2 separate regions of the Gossypium hirsutum genome follow, and region 1 is linked to region 2. Evidence: chromatin contacts called from public Hi-C data. All regions are on one chromosome and are shown on one strand. The core of a region is the stretch at or near the end of the contact, and the rest is flanking DNA. Distances in the headings are between cores, read along the strand shown. Region 1 holds the start of LOC107940431. Region 2 overlaps LOC107940447 (a long non-coding RNA gene).

Region 1 (7,119 bases), core at 4,435-6,934, 50 kb before region 2:
TATCTAGTGTAATCGAGCCAAGCTGAATTTCATGCTTCTTTTATGTCTTTCCGATACATAATTACACATCAAATCTCAATTGAGTTTTATCTAGTGTAATCGAGCCAAGCTGAATTCAAATACTATCAGATTCAAGCTCGATTTCTAAAGTTAATAATATATTAAAAGAAATAGTGTAATTTAATTATATGAAAATATAAAAAAACTCGATATGGCTTACGAGCCGTTTGAGTTAAGTATTACTAACCTAATCGAGTATTACTTTTTTTTCCCCACCTCCAATGGAAGGTAAAAGTTACTGCAACCGATGATCTAACTCGTGAAGGAGTACAATCTAAATTCCGTGATTTGGAGAACCAACTTTATGACGAAGGCAACGACAAAGTGGAATGCAAAGATTTCCCAGGCTTGGAACAGGCATTGAAGAACACTGCTTGGGGGGAAATTCCGGAGTACCTCGAATCTATTGCAATCCAAATCGAAAAAGATCGTGGAAAAACTACTGATGTTTTTCATATCGCCATTCAAATTCTGGTCTGCGCTGCGATCAAAGAGATGAAAGATTTCTCGGTTGGGGATTTGGATTGGGATACCTTGAAAAAGTGGGGCGCCACACTTAATTACGCTGAGAAATTTGGTTTTCAAGTGAGATTTGCTGATAATCTGTTGAAGAAGAATTTGCTAGCCTATTTTGCTGTTCAAAATCTTCCCAAATCGACTGCAAAAAAATAGCTACGCGAAAGCAAATGCTTGTGCTGTTGTTGTTGTTGGCTTTCTATGTCTACAATGGTATTGACTTTAACGTGCTTGTCCTTAGACTTTGGATTTCTATATGAAGTTTATTTTGCACTAAACAAATTAAGGATTGAATTTAAGTTATAAATTTTGTTTTACATATTAATTAAAATTAAACATTAAATAAGGTATAAAATTGAATTCATCGATTTCGTAAGAAATTAATTTAATTTATGTTTGATTATGAGGTCTAAGTTCAATTTTGAGTTTGAATTAAAATATTCAATATTAAAATTAAAGTCACGAGTTATCGATGTCAAATATTAGTAGGTTTGAATTTTATTTATACGTGGCTCTAGTTTGGGATTTTTTAAAATTTTATTTTAATAAAAATTGTAAAAATTATTATAATTTTTAAAAATTTAAATTTTCTTATCAATTTAAAATTATTAAATTTGATTTATACTGCATTTAAAAGGAATACAAATATTTTTTAAAAAAAATTTATATCAGTATCACTAATATGTCAGGCAACATCACTTAAAAAACTATTACTTTTAGAACGTCATGATTGACTGATGAGTGGGAAAAATTTAGGGTGGTTCCACTAATCTGTCAGACGACACTCAAGCTATTGTAAAAATCACCTATTTTCGTAAATAATCTAGGCTCAATATTATTTTCATAATTAATTGTTTTAAAAAAAAACTAATTTTAAAATATTTAAATAGTTTTTTTTACAAACTTTATTTTTTTACATTTTGATAATATTATTATTAAATTCAACTAATTTTTAAATAATTTATATTCTTACAATGGTGCTTTTGTTTTCAAAAAAATTCCTACCCTAATGTGTGAACAATTGCCTAGTTAAGGGCATAACTTTGACACAAAAAATGTTTAGGTCTTAATGTAAGAACACTTGCTAAGTTTAGGACCTAAATTGAATAAAGAAAAATTGAGGCTCCAAAAAGTGATTTAACAATCCAAATAAGCATTTGGCCCCAAATTTGGCATCTTCTCCTAGTTTAACAGTTAGGGTTTTAAATACTGAAAACTATAAAGAAAACGTTCAAATACCACACGATGCAAAACGAGATAAAATAGGGGATATATCAATGGTTTCTTATCTCTACAACATGAATAAGATATATTTTTTATTTAAGAACTTGGTAATTAAATTTATTTTGGCATCTATAATTGTTTTTGTCTATTTTGATCCCTAAATTTGAAAAAATATAAAAATTTCACAGTCAATCGATTCAACCACTTTGTTCGGATCGTTATATTGATCAGTTCTCAATCTATCCGATTTGGTCTTAATCTAGTAATACTAATCACATCACCAAATCTTGACAGTGTCCATATTTAAGGACCAAAATGAATCCAATTACTAAATAAAATAACAAAAATGGACCTAATTGACAAGTTTCAAAGACAAAAAATTATATTATCGCTATTATCAAACCTATCAATATAACAAAAAAATACAAACACAATAAAAAATCAAACACGGCAATATTAGATATCACATTATACCAAACGATATAATAGAAAGATAATACACCAACATGAAATATATCAATGTTTTAAGATGAATATCACAATGTAATATAAATTATTAAAGTTATCAAAATTTATATAAAAATAAAATATTTTAAATGCAATTATAACTCAACAAAATAGACCAACATAATATAAATTCAAGAACATTCTAGATAAAGTTGAAACATAATAATATTAGATACCACATGATACAAAATCAATATAAAATATATCAATGTCTCAAAATCCATCCATATAATATAAAATATTAATCTTTCAAAGTTCATCTCCAATATGATTATAACACAACAGCACATGAATAAGGTCCAGATAAACAAGGTAAAGTTCATGAAAAACAAATTGAAGCAGGGTGATTTTCCAAATATTTTGCTGCAACTGCGAAAACACCCTTTGATTCACAACCATGAGAGCTCAGCCACTAATGATTTTGGAACCCCTTTTTTTAGTTGCATCCAACCATTGTTGAGCAGCAAATAAAACAAGCCGATGATGCAACAGATCATCAGCAAACTCCACTTGAAAATCCTGTTCCTTAGCGATCTTGAGTGCGGCTCCCCATTTTTTCAACCTATCCTTGTCCAAATCCTTGACTAGCAAATCTTCCATCTCTTTAATTGCAGCGCAGACCAGAAGTTGACTACCAATTTTGACACATTCAGTGGCTTTTCCACGAGCCTGGTCGATTCGAATTGCAATAGGTTTAAGGTAATCTGGAGGTGCCAGACCAGTACTGTGTCGTAAGGCAGGGAAGTCTAGAAAATTCACTTTGTTGTTGTCTTCGGCATAAATTTCCTTTTCCAACTCATTAATTTTAGACTTTAATTCGTCTTGAACATCCCCTTTGTTATTGTCTTTGGCATAAATTTCGTTTGCGAACTCATTATATTTAGACTGTAATTCTTCATGAGTTGGCAAGCTTCCATGATCATCAGCAACTTCTTTCATAAATGGATATTTAGAATACAACTGAAATAAAAAAACACCAAAAACATGTCATAATTTGGTAAAAGTACCACGGAAACCCCTATGCTAGGAGTGAGATTATATTTGCCTCTCTTTATTAAAAAAAATCAAATTAATCCCTATATATTAGATTAAAAAGCAGAATAGTCATTTCTGTTAAAATATGATATTAGATTCATACAAAAATTACACAAGTACCACACTAGAAAAAACATTAAATTCAAGTACTAATAAGACATTCGAGAAATAACATTTATATCTAATGCTACTTTAGTAATTCAAGTTTTCAAATCTACCACTCATCATCTACCAAATTTATATATATATATATGTATATACACCATACCTCTTTTTGAAGAGTCTCCACGTCGTAGTCCTGAAATTTAGGAGAAATATAAACAAATGATTAAAGATGATAATAAGGGCAAGTCTAAAAATAACTTTAGATATTGAGACCTGAAAAAAGAAGATATTGGGTAGACAACAAATTAATCAAGAAAGATATGCATTTCTTTTTCTTTCCAAGTTCATAGGTTGAACATATATAGTATTTTCGAAGCTATGTCACTTTATATTCGTGTTTGACATATGTATGAACATTGGTTTAGAATATAACTTCCGAAGTTTTTCAAAATATATGAATTTTTAAAAAAAAAATTAAATATGTCAAGATTAGACGTGAATCCATAGAAAAACACTTGTACTCAAATCCAACTAATATAATTGAAAATGACTTCTTACTAGATCTAGAAAAGAAGTGTAGTGGATGCGGAAACACTTTACATTGTGATGAGGTTTATAAATGAGGAATGTACAGACACATATTTGAATATAGGTATACCTTCAAATACACAAATACGTATCCAATGCGTAAACCTGAATCCAAACAAATAGCTGAAAAAGAGACTTCTTGCTATGTCTAAAAACAAGTGTAGTGCATAAGGACATGCATTATAATTATAATTATAATTATAATATAATACTATATTAGTTAATATCAATGATAAGAAATGTGCAGACCTTGTTATTAAGGAACATTGCCACAGGGTTCTTTCCTTTGTTCAACTCCTGAAAAGCCAAGTTAAATCGTTAGATCAAGAGGATATTGAACTCGGCAATTATATTTGTAAACATTGGTGTACCTTTAGTTGTTGGTCAAATTGTCTGAGCTCATTTCGTACTTGGAACAATTTCTGCTTTGCCTCAGCTTCTGGTAAACGCTGTCCCTTGTGATTCCGCTGGATTTCCTTGATATTTTGCTTAACTTTCTTGAGATCAGATAGCAGTGGCCATTTTGTTTCGATTTGCTCAAGGGAGCCGAAAACTTGTGGTAAGAGATCACAGGCTCTCTCCGCAATCATCTTATACATATTCAAATAAGTCTTCATGCCACCAAATATACACACAAAACAAGTGTTAGAAACATATAGACATTGACAATGCAAGGATTTTCGGACTAATAGCCTGAATCATTGACTAGTTGATGGGCGACCAATCCAGGCGATGTGGGATTTATTATCTTCAACATATAGGTATAATGCACAACAATAATTTGAATTGAATATGAGACTTACTTTAATTATTTTTCTGTCAAGTCGATCCACTAAATTTTTCGCACCTCCCTTTATAGGTTTTTCCTCAATAAGTTCTTCCCTTTTCGGTTTCGGCTCTGGTTGTTCTTGAAGAGTTGATGATTCACCGATAAAAAAGGCTCCCCCGCGCTGCTTCTTTGTGACTCGTCCTTTAGGTGCGGACAAGTTACAAGAGACTAATTCAAGGTCTCTTTTAATGCCCAAGTTAGCCTGATTACAATCGACCGAAAACAACAGTCCGTTGCCGCCATCTTGTACTTGAGGTGTCGCACTACCAAGCCGTCGAAGGCTTCCTGTAGATTCGATGCTGGACAACAGCAGTCCGTCCACGCCATACTGTACTTCAGGCGTCGCCCTCCCAGGCTGTCGAAGGTTTCCCGTAGGTTCCAGGCTGGACAACAGCAGTCCGTCCGCGCTAGTTTCTACTTTAGATGTCTCCGTCTGAGGGTCTACCGTAGATCCCAGGTTGGTGCTGCTCGGAGAGTAATCAGGAAAAAGTTCATCAAAGTAGAAATCACTGTCAAGGTTGGTCATCTTTCACAGATCTGGGGAAATTAAAATCAGATCAGCGGAAATCATTGAATGAATTCAGATAGAAAGAAACAAACGAACTCCACTCAAACAACAGATATAAAGTAACAAAACCAAAGGATATGAAACCAGATTTCCTAAAAAATCTACCTTTAAAAGGACACTCAGCAGCAAAATCAAAGCAAGACAGATAAATACTAGTAATTCAGTAGCTACTCAGAGGTAGAGAATGAACAAGCCGGTGATCAAAGAAATGAATGAAATCAAATATTTATACGTGAATCAAGTCAAGTGGTATTAAAGACAGCTCGAGAAATTTAAAGGAACTCGACACGAAGTATGTAAATTTGTATATCTGGTAGGTCCACTGACCTGCCTTTCCACGGGTACCCTCCACAACTTTTTTTCCTTGATTTACGATACTAGGCTATTTTACCGACCCAAAATAACGACCACAGGCCCATTTACAAAAAAATTATGGAAATGGATTGTTTTGTTTAAAATTTACTAGAAGGGTCAACTCCCCCAAAACGCGTTAAGTTAATGTCGTTTTTAAGAGAAACGTGAGGAAGTGTGTTCAGCTCAACGCTTTTTTTTCTAATAACATATAAAACGCATTCACATCAGCACACTTTAGTAAAGCACTTTAACGTAGATGCATTTTTGCCCGTGCTTTAACGGTCAACTCCAACGACTATTTGAACTAGTCGTTGGACCCCAACAGTAAAAAAAAACTATAAATCCCCTCCCCACATTTTTTATACACAATTCTCTCCTAAATCTCTCAAAAATCTTTCAAATAGTCTCTTAAATTGTTTTTTAAAATTCTATTTTTATCTAAATTATTCTTTTTATTATTTTTTATTAGTAATTTTAAGAAATAGTATTTTTATTAAAAAAAATTTTGTGTTCAATTATAATTTTAGCAATGGTTGGGTCTCTAATCCGTTTTGATAACAAGCACATCTACGTAATCAATTGCAAATGGTAAGAATAAATTTTAAATTTTTTTATTTTTTATTTCATAGTTATAATTGAACTTATTTTTTTTTTATAACTTTTATGTAAATAAGTGGATGAACGAATTTTGTAATACCACATTCGTAATTTACCCAATCCTCCATCACCGTTGATCGAAACATATCTGGGGGAAGTTGTTTTTTGCACATGGCCCTTGTAGGCCGGGGGTGTAAGTTGGAATCGAAACTCATAAGCGCGTTGGTAAAAGGGTGGAAACTCAAGACACACACATTTCATCTTCCATGCGGTGAGTGTACTATCACTCTAGAGGGCATACAGTTACAGTTGGGGTAACATGTTTACAGGTTGATAGTCATTGGGTCTGTTCGGCCTGTTGACTGGGGAATCGTATATTATGATATTTTAGGTGTGGTTCCGGAGACGATTTACGGAGGTCGGATCGAAATGGCTTAATTATGAAATAATTTCGTGGAGCTGGTTAAGGATTCGACTGAAGTCCAAAGAGAACGACACGCTCGGGCATACATCCTTCAAATCATCGGGGGTATCCTAATGTCGGATAAATTACGAAATCTCGTCCATCTAAGGTGGCTATTGAAACTCATCAATTTTAGAAGAGCGGACGAACTTATTTGGGGGTCCGTCCTATTAGTGACATTGTACCACGAGATGTGTCAGGCGACGCAACTAGAAAAAATAAAAATTGATGGTTGCCTTTTATTACTACAATCATCGCAACGGTATCACTTTC
Region 2 (6,458 bases), core at 1,508-4,007:
AAATAAGGAAATAAAGTGAAAAAGAAAAAGGGGAAATTTTTGGAGCTATGTCAACATTGGGAAGTATCTTATGACATATTAGTTCAAAAAAGGATTAAATCGTAAAAGTGAGAAAAGTTTTGTTGTCTAAGAGTAAATACTCAAAATTTGAGGGGTTAAAGTGTAAATATGAAAAAGTTAAAGGACCAATGGTGTAAATATTTTAAGAGTGGAATGATATAGAAACTAAGTAAAATGGATGGATTAGGACCAATTTGAAAAAGGTGAAGAATTGTGAGGGACTAAATTGCAATTTTACCAAACTAAATGATGACTAAGGATGGAATTTTAAAAGATTATAAAGGGCAAAATGGTCAATTAGAGAGAGAAAATTCTAGAAGGTAATGATGATGTTGGTGATATTTTTAATTAATTAATTAGATAAATGTTATTTAATTAATATTTTATTAAGATTTTTAGTATTATTTTATTATTAAATGATTAATATAAAAGGGAGGAAAGATGAAGAGAATTCATCATCCTCCCCATGCACCAACGTGAGAAGAAGAAGAAAGAAAGTTTTATTTTCTTTACAATTTGGTCCTTTACCAAAAATCTACCATTTTCACTTAGAATTCAAAGAAATTTCCATAACCACCAAGAGAGAAAATTGATAAGGAAACTATAGGGAGCTAGAATATCAAGTTAGATTCAAGAAATAGAGGCTGGAGGAGAGAGAAAATCAAGATAAAGATTGAAATCAATAGAGCAAGGCAAGAACGTCAAGATTTTAATATATTTTTGAGTTTAATATTATTGAAAAAGTATGAAATTGATGTTAATGTAGGATTTTATTATATAAGTTTCTATGTTATTGATATGTTAGTGAAGAAAAATAAGAGAAAGTGATGGGAAATGCTATAGAGAAAGGGAATAAGGGTGTTATAAATTTAGTAATCAACATTTTGCACTAAAACAGTTTTGGACAGCAGCAGTAGGTTAACTTTGAAAAATCGCCATAAATCAAGGAAATCGAATTAGAGGATGAGAAAAATATGGAATTAAATATTATTGAGTCTAGTTTCTCATAGAAGAAATGGTGTAAGTAATGGAATTGTAAATCATGATATATAATGAATTTTGTGAGACAATGTCAGAATGAATTTGGGTTCCCCTGTTCTGACTTTGGAAAATTATAAAAAAATTCATAAAAATAATTAGGGGTTAAAATTTACATGATTAAAATTCTTAATGAGTCCATTTCTAATAGAAACAAATGGAAACATCATCCAAATCCTGTACGAGGAGATAATTAATTTTTAGTGAAGAAGGGTCGAAACTGTCAGACAGCAGAACAGGGATGACTTTAAAGAATAAACTCTACTTATTGGATAAACTAAAAATTCTGAAAATTTTATGGTAAGAATAAATGTGAGTCTAGTTTTGGAAAAAATTAGCGGATCTTAATTTGGAGTTCCGTAGCTCAAGATATGAATAATTTAGTGATTATTACTCAAGTGAATAGGTTTGAATGAATATATAAATAAATGGTGAAATTATAGATAATGTTACATATAAGCATGTTATATACATTAAGGATGTGGAATGGAGAGAAGGAGGAGGAAAATATATGATTATTCAACTAGTATTAGTTTTCATTGAAAATGGCCAATTTACCTATTTTAAGTTCAGAGACTAAATTGAACAAATGTGAAACTTTAAGGGTAAATTTGTAAAAATATCAAAAAGTGACCAAATTGCATGAAATGAATTGTTTTATTATTTAAATTAGTAAATTGAATGAAATATTAATTTAGATCAAGATTGGGTGGAAATTCGAGAAAAATATAAATTTTCCAAAATGTCCCTGAATTTTTCTATTTCTGCAATTTAGCCTGGCTAGTTCGTATGAACTATATTTTGTTTAATTTTAATAGAAGTGAATGCTATTTGATAATGAATATTATATATATATGTGTGTTTTATTATTGGAATTGAATTATTATTGGTAATAGGTATAATTATTATATGTTTTAAAATGATTATCAGAAGCTCGATTAGGTTGGAAGCTTGTTGGAGATATATCACATTATCCATTGGTTCTATTAGTAATTTTGGATGATTTGATTCTGATTATAATGACTTGTATAAGTTAAATTGGTTAATGATAACTCATAAATGTTTTGATTTTGATTGGTTATAAATATGAATGCTTGATGAAATAAAATGTCTGAAAATTAATTTGTAAATTCTGGTAATGCTCTATAACCCTATTCTAGAGAAGGATACGGGTTAGGGGTATTACACGACTTATTTTCTAAACTGACATTATTTTTTTGTCCAAATCTTTTTTAAATTTATATTTTTACCTGAAATTTTCTACTTTCCATACCAGATTTTGAGTCGAACCCAACCCATAAGTAGTTCAAAGTAAGACAAGCTTTTAGGGATTAAATAAAAAGGAAGAGGATGAAACAAGCTCGAGACTCATTTTTCTGCTTGTAATTTGGAAGCGAGACGAAACTCCTTTATATTCAAAGAGAATGATTACTTCTGACAAAGCATTTTGACAAGACCATAATAAAAGAGCATTAATGAGGATAATTGGCTCTCCATCATAGGGATTTTGTCTGTCTTGGGATTGGACCCTTAAAATAATGTAGTAGTGTTAAAACTCCCAATAAGCAGCTTCAAATTTGCCCAACTGGGGCCAAGGTGAAAGGAGAAATGACTAGGACGAATCCGTGGATGTATTTCTCTTTTATGTTGTCCTATGTTCCAATATGACAACAATGTCCCTTACTATTTGGGTGGGAGGGTGGGGTTGTCCTATTTCCTAAACCCTCCTATGTACCATATCGCCTATTATTAGTTTCTATCTTTTTTAAATAAAAATTTTAGATTAAATTTTAAAAATTAAAATAACATCGACAGAGTTTTATTCTTATTTAAAATTTTAATTTGACTTCATTTAAATTTAACTATGTGATAATAATAATAATAAAATTGATGCAAGTATTAAATACAAAAAAATTAGGTTCTAAAGGACAAAAAGCCCTTAAAAAAGAAATTTTAATTAAACCTTTGCTGTTAATAAAAATTTTTAAGTAAGCTGATTTTAATTAATTTTTTCATTTTTATAATTTTTAATGTTTTTTATTAAAAAAAGTACAAGATTAATTATGAGTCTGTCAAATGTCGTCGTCTGATTAATTTGTGAACTAATTTTAACGTTAATTTTAAACATTAATAGAGGAAGTCAATAAATTTTTAATTAATTATAAGAACTTAATTATAACTAATTTTTTATTAAAAATCAATCCCTTCAAAGTCACTTATGTTTTGACTTTTAAAAAATTCATAATTAATTTTTGACCATCCTAAAAGGAACTTTTAGATTTGCCCTTGAAGGGCACTTTTTTTTAGCCCTAATTTGCTGGTGCTTTAATATGGGTTTACTCTAAAAAGTTGAAGCATGAAAAGGAATAAGACAATCATTTACATCGGAGATAATCAAAATACCGAAAGAATACATTTACAAAGAGCTTGATGCCAATAGAATCATGGGCGACAGTGCCAATAGAATCTGATTATTGTTTGTGAAATAATCATAAATGTTACATTTACTTGTTTTGTCATAAAGCTTGCAAACCCAAATCCATGTTCTGAAATCCAAGTTCCCAAATGCTACTTAAGGCAGATGTGATGTTCAATGCAATATATATAGGTATATCTAGAGGTTAACACATTTTATGCTTGACTAAATTCAATCTATCCATTTTATTCAACTCGTTATATCGATCAATTCTCAATCCGTTCAATCTGATTTTGTCGTTCAATCTAATCTTGCTCAAGTAACATTGATCGCATTATTAAATCTTGACATAATCCAAACTCATAGACCAAAATAAATCTAATTGCTAAATTCAATGACCAAAATTAACCTAATTGACAAGTTTCAAAAGAACAAAATTATATTATCTCTATTATCAAACCTATCACGCTTTTATGAATATAAAAGCATTTTAAATACAATTATAACCCATAAAAATATACAAAATGAATATAAAGTTAAAACCCAACAATATTAAACATCACGTGATACAAAATGAAACATGAAAAAATAACACCAAACATAAGACATATCACTGTCTCAAAATCCATATCAAATTTTTATACAAATATTAAACATCTAAAATACGATTATAACTCAACAAAAAATAAACATAATACCAAATTCAAGAACATTCTAGATAAATTTCAATCGTAATTTACCCATTTTCCAGTAGAGGAGTTGAAATGCAGTTTAAGAAATAGTATAGGGAGTTTTGTAGTACTTTTACCGTCTCTAATTTAACCTATTCTGTAATTTCACTTTTCGGAAGAATATATCGGACTGCCTGCTTCATTTCGATTGAGAAAGTTGGGAGTTGGGGTACCATCTTACTCGCATTGATCCAAGACATGATTTTTTCCATCTATTTCTACCATATCTACCTCAACTAAGAACGCCATCTTTCGGTTCTGGAAAAGCTCATTTCCTTTTTGCCTCAGTTTATACTGCAGCTAGTCCTCGTTTTTTACTTAGCAAAGGATCTCGTGTTCTGCTTCTTGGTAGAAACAGTGGCGTTCGTATCATTCAACAAGGCATGTGAATTTAGCTTCCCTAGCTTCGTTTCTTGTTTGGAATCTGCATCTGTGTACCGATTCTTGATTTACTTCTCCTAGAACAGGTAATCACAGCGCGGTACTTTGTACGGTTCTTTTGTCTCTTGCCTCTTATTTTGCCATGGAGCAATATGAAGCTTAAATGGAACCTCAAATTAGAATAAAAATAAATCAAAATTTTTAATCCTCAAATTAATCCGACTCAAAATCAATTCAACCCCTCTAATTCACTGTCCACACAACTGCTTAATTCAAGATAAATTCAAGAAACTAGGACAGTCTTTTACTTAGGTGATAATCAAAATGCCGAAAGAATTCGCTTACAAAAAGCTTAAAGCCGTCACGAGATGCCTCAATGGCCACGGTGCCAATAGAATCGGATTATTATTCGTGAAATAATCATAAATGCTACATTTACATGTTTTGTCATAAAGCTTGACAGCCCAAATTCATGTTTTGAGATCCAAGTTCCCAAAAGCTACTTAAGGCAGTTGATGTTCAATGCAATTTATATAGGTATATCTAGAGGATAACACACTTTATGCTTGACTAAGCTCAATTCAAAATAAAGGCCTAAAATTTTGTATTCAAAACTAAATACGTTAAGAAAACTAAAAAAAAAAATTAACATACATGCATATGGCATGAACTTGTATTCAAAACTAACAACCAAATAAAAGTACTATAGCTGAAAATGGCTTAACAACTTCTTTCATAAGTCCAAAAACAGGTACGTGCAAAAGAAATGATAACCCTGGTTTGCATAAAGTACTTGCATAAACTAGGTTAGAAAGTTAAATTGGGATTTAGGTCATAAAATCAAATCTAATAATTAGATTTGTAAACATTATCTTCTATTATTGTTGATAGAATTGTCCGAACTTTCGGGTATTTTCGAGCAATCTCTGCTTTGTCTCAGCTTCTGCTAAAGAAGTGTCCTTGAACTCACCCTTGAAATTCTGGATTAATGTCTTTGAGATTAGATCAACCTATAAAGTACCTTAAACAGCATGAGAGAGTGACATTTGAACCACGCGAATCATCCGATTGTTTATTGTTTAAAGTTAAACAACCACCATTGTTACCCGATGATAACCAGGTGAACTTTATGTTAGCCGAAGCCAGAAAAGAAGCAAAGGAACTTATCTGAAACATCTTCACGGTCACATTATTTTTGCCTTTATCCGACATAGAGTTCACCCAGTTATCATCGAGTAACAATAGAGATTCACTCACGTGGAATTGTCACGCTCTCAAGCTGTTAGAGGTCCATCATAGCATATGTAACAAATCCCCATTGTTGCTGTTGATCATCTTGTAAAGATCTGGAAAATTTAACTCAGATCAGATGATGAATCAAAAACAATAGAACTGACAAGTAAATCAACGACACCACATCTATTTTTTTTCTTCTCTTGTCGGTTCTAAATATCTTCTTGGATCACACTGAGATTGTTTTATTAATTAATCAATAATTTATTTTTCTTTAAAAAATTGTTATTTTTTGGTTAAAAAACATCTTATTAATAATATTTTTTAATTAATTATGTGATTATCTACCATTTTCTTTGATTAGTCGTTCAGTAATCGATTTAGACAAATACAATATCGAAATATGATTGCTTTGGGCTGACATTTATCTGTTATTTATTCATAAACAGATACAATGTATCATTGACATGTCACTTAAAATAAAATGATCATTTTGGAAGCAAGATTTCTATTTTGTGGTTGAACAAGTTGTTTATGAGATTTGTTTTAATGTTCTTGTTAATCATCTCTCATGTCATTATCCATTTTATAGGTTATCT

Evidence for each region. Hi-C and Micro-C count contacts between places; a contact is called where the count stands out from the background.
Region 1: a contact with region 2 is called in a Hi-C map of leaf, with 1.8 times the contacts expected there. The contact joins the promoter of LOC107940431 here to the enhancer-like site in region 2. A contact is called at or near these places in 15 of 34 Hi-C or Micro-C datasets (anther, cotyledon, fibers and 3 more).

Annotation. Positions count from the first base shown.
Region 1 is chrD11:72,109,528-72,116,646 of Gossypium_hirsutum_v2.1, reverse strand. LOC107940431 reads right to left here and starts at 5,684. Exons shown (of 6, transcript XM_016873851.2): 1 at 5,538-5,684; 2 at 4,839-5,401; 3 at 4,407-4,646; 4 at 4,285-4,332; 5 at 3,611-3,640; 6 at 2,519-3,267. The coding sequence starts at 5,390. The coding sequence ends at 2,713. It overlaps LOC107940437, which reads left to right. Exons shown (of 2, transcript XM_016873858.2): 2 at 289-851. The coding sequence ends at 732.
Region 2 is chrD11:72,057,425-72,063,882 of Gossypium_hirsutum_v2.1, reverse strand. It overlaps LOC107940447 (a long non-coding RNA gene), which reads right to left. Exons shown (of 2, transcript XR_005920869.1): 2 at 5,261-5,972. Among protein-coding and RNA genes, the nearest start is that of LOC107940449, 4.0 kb to the left of the region's middle. Within about 2 kb of position 2,757, at least 2 of the 9 cell types and tissues checked have an H3K27ac peak or open chromatin away from gene starts, as enhancers often do. A contact at or near this core is called in hypocotyl and leaf, where this site is marked.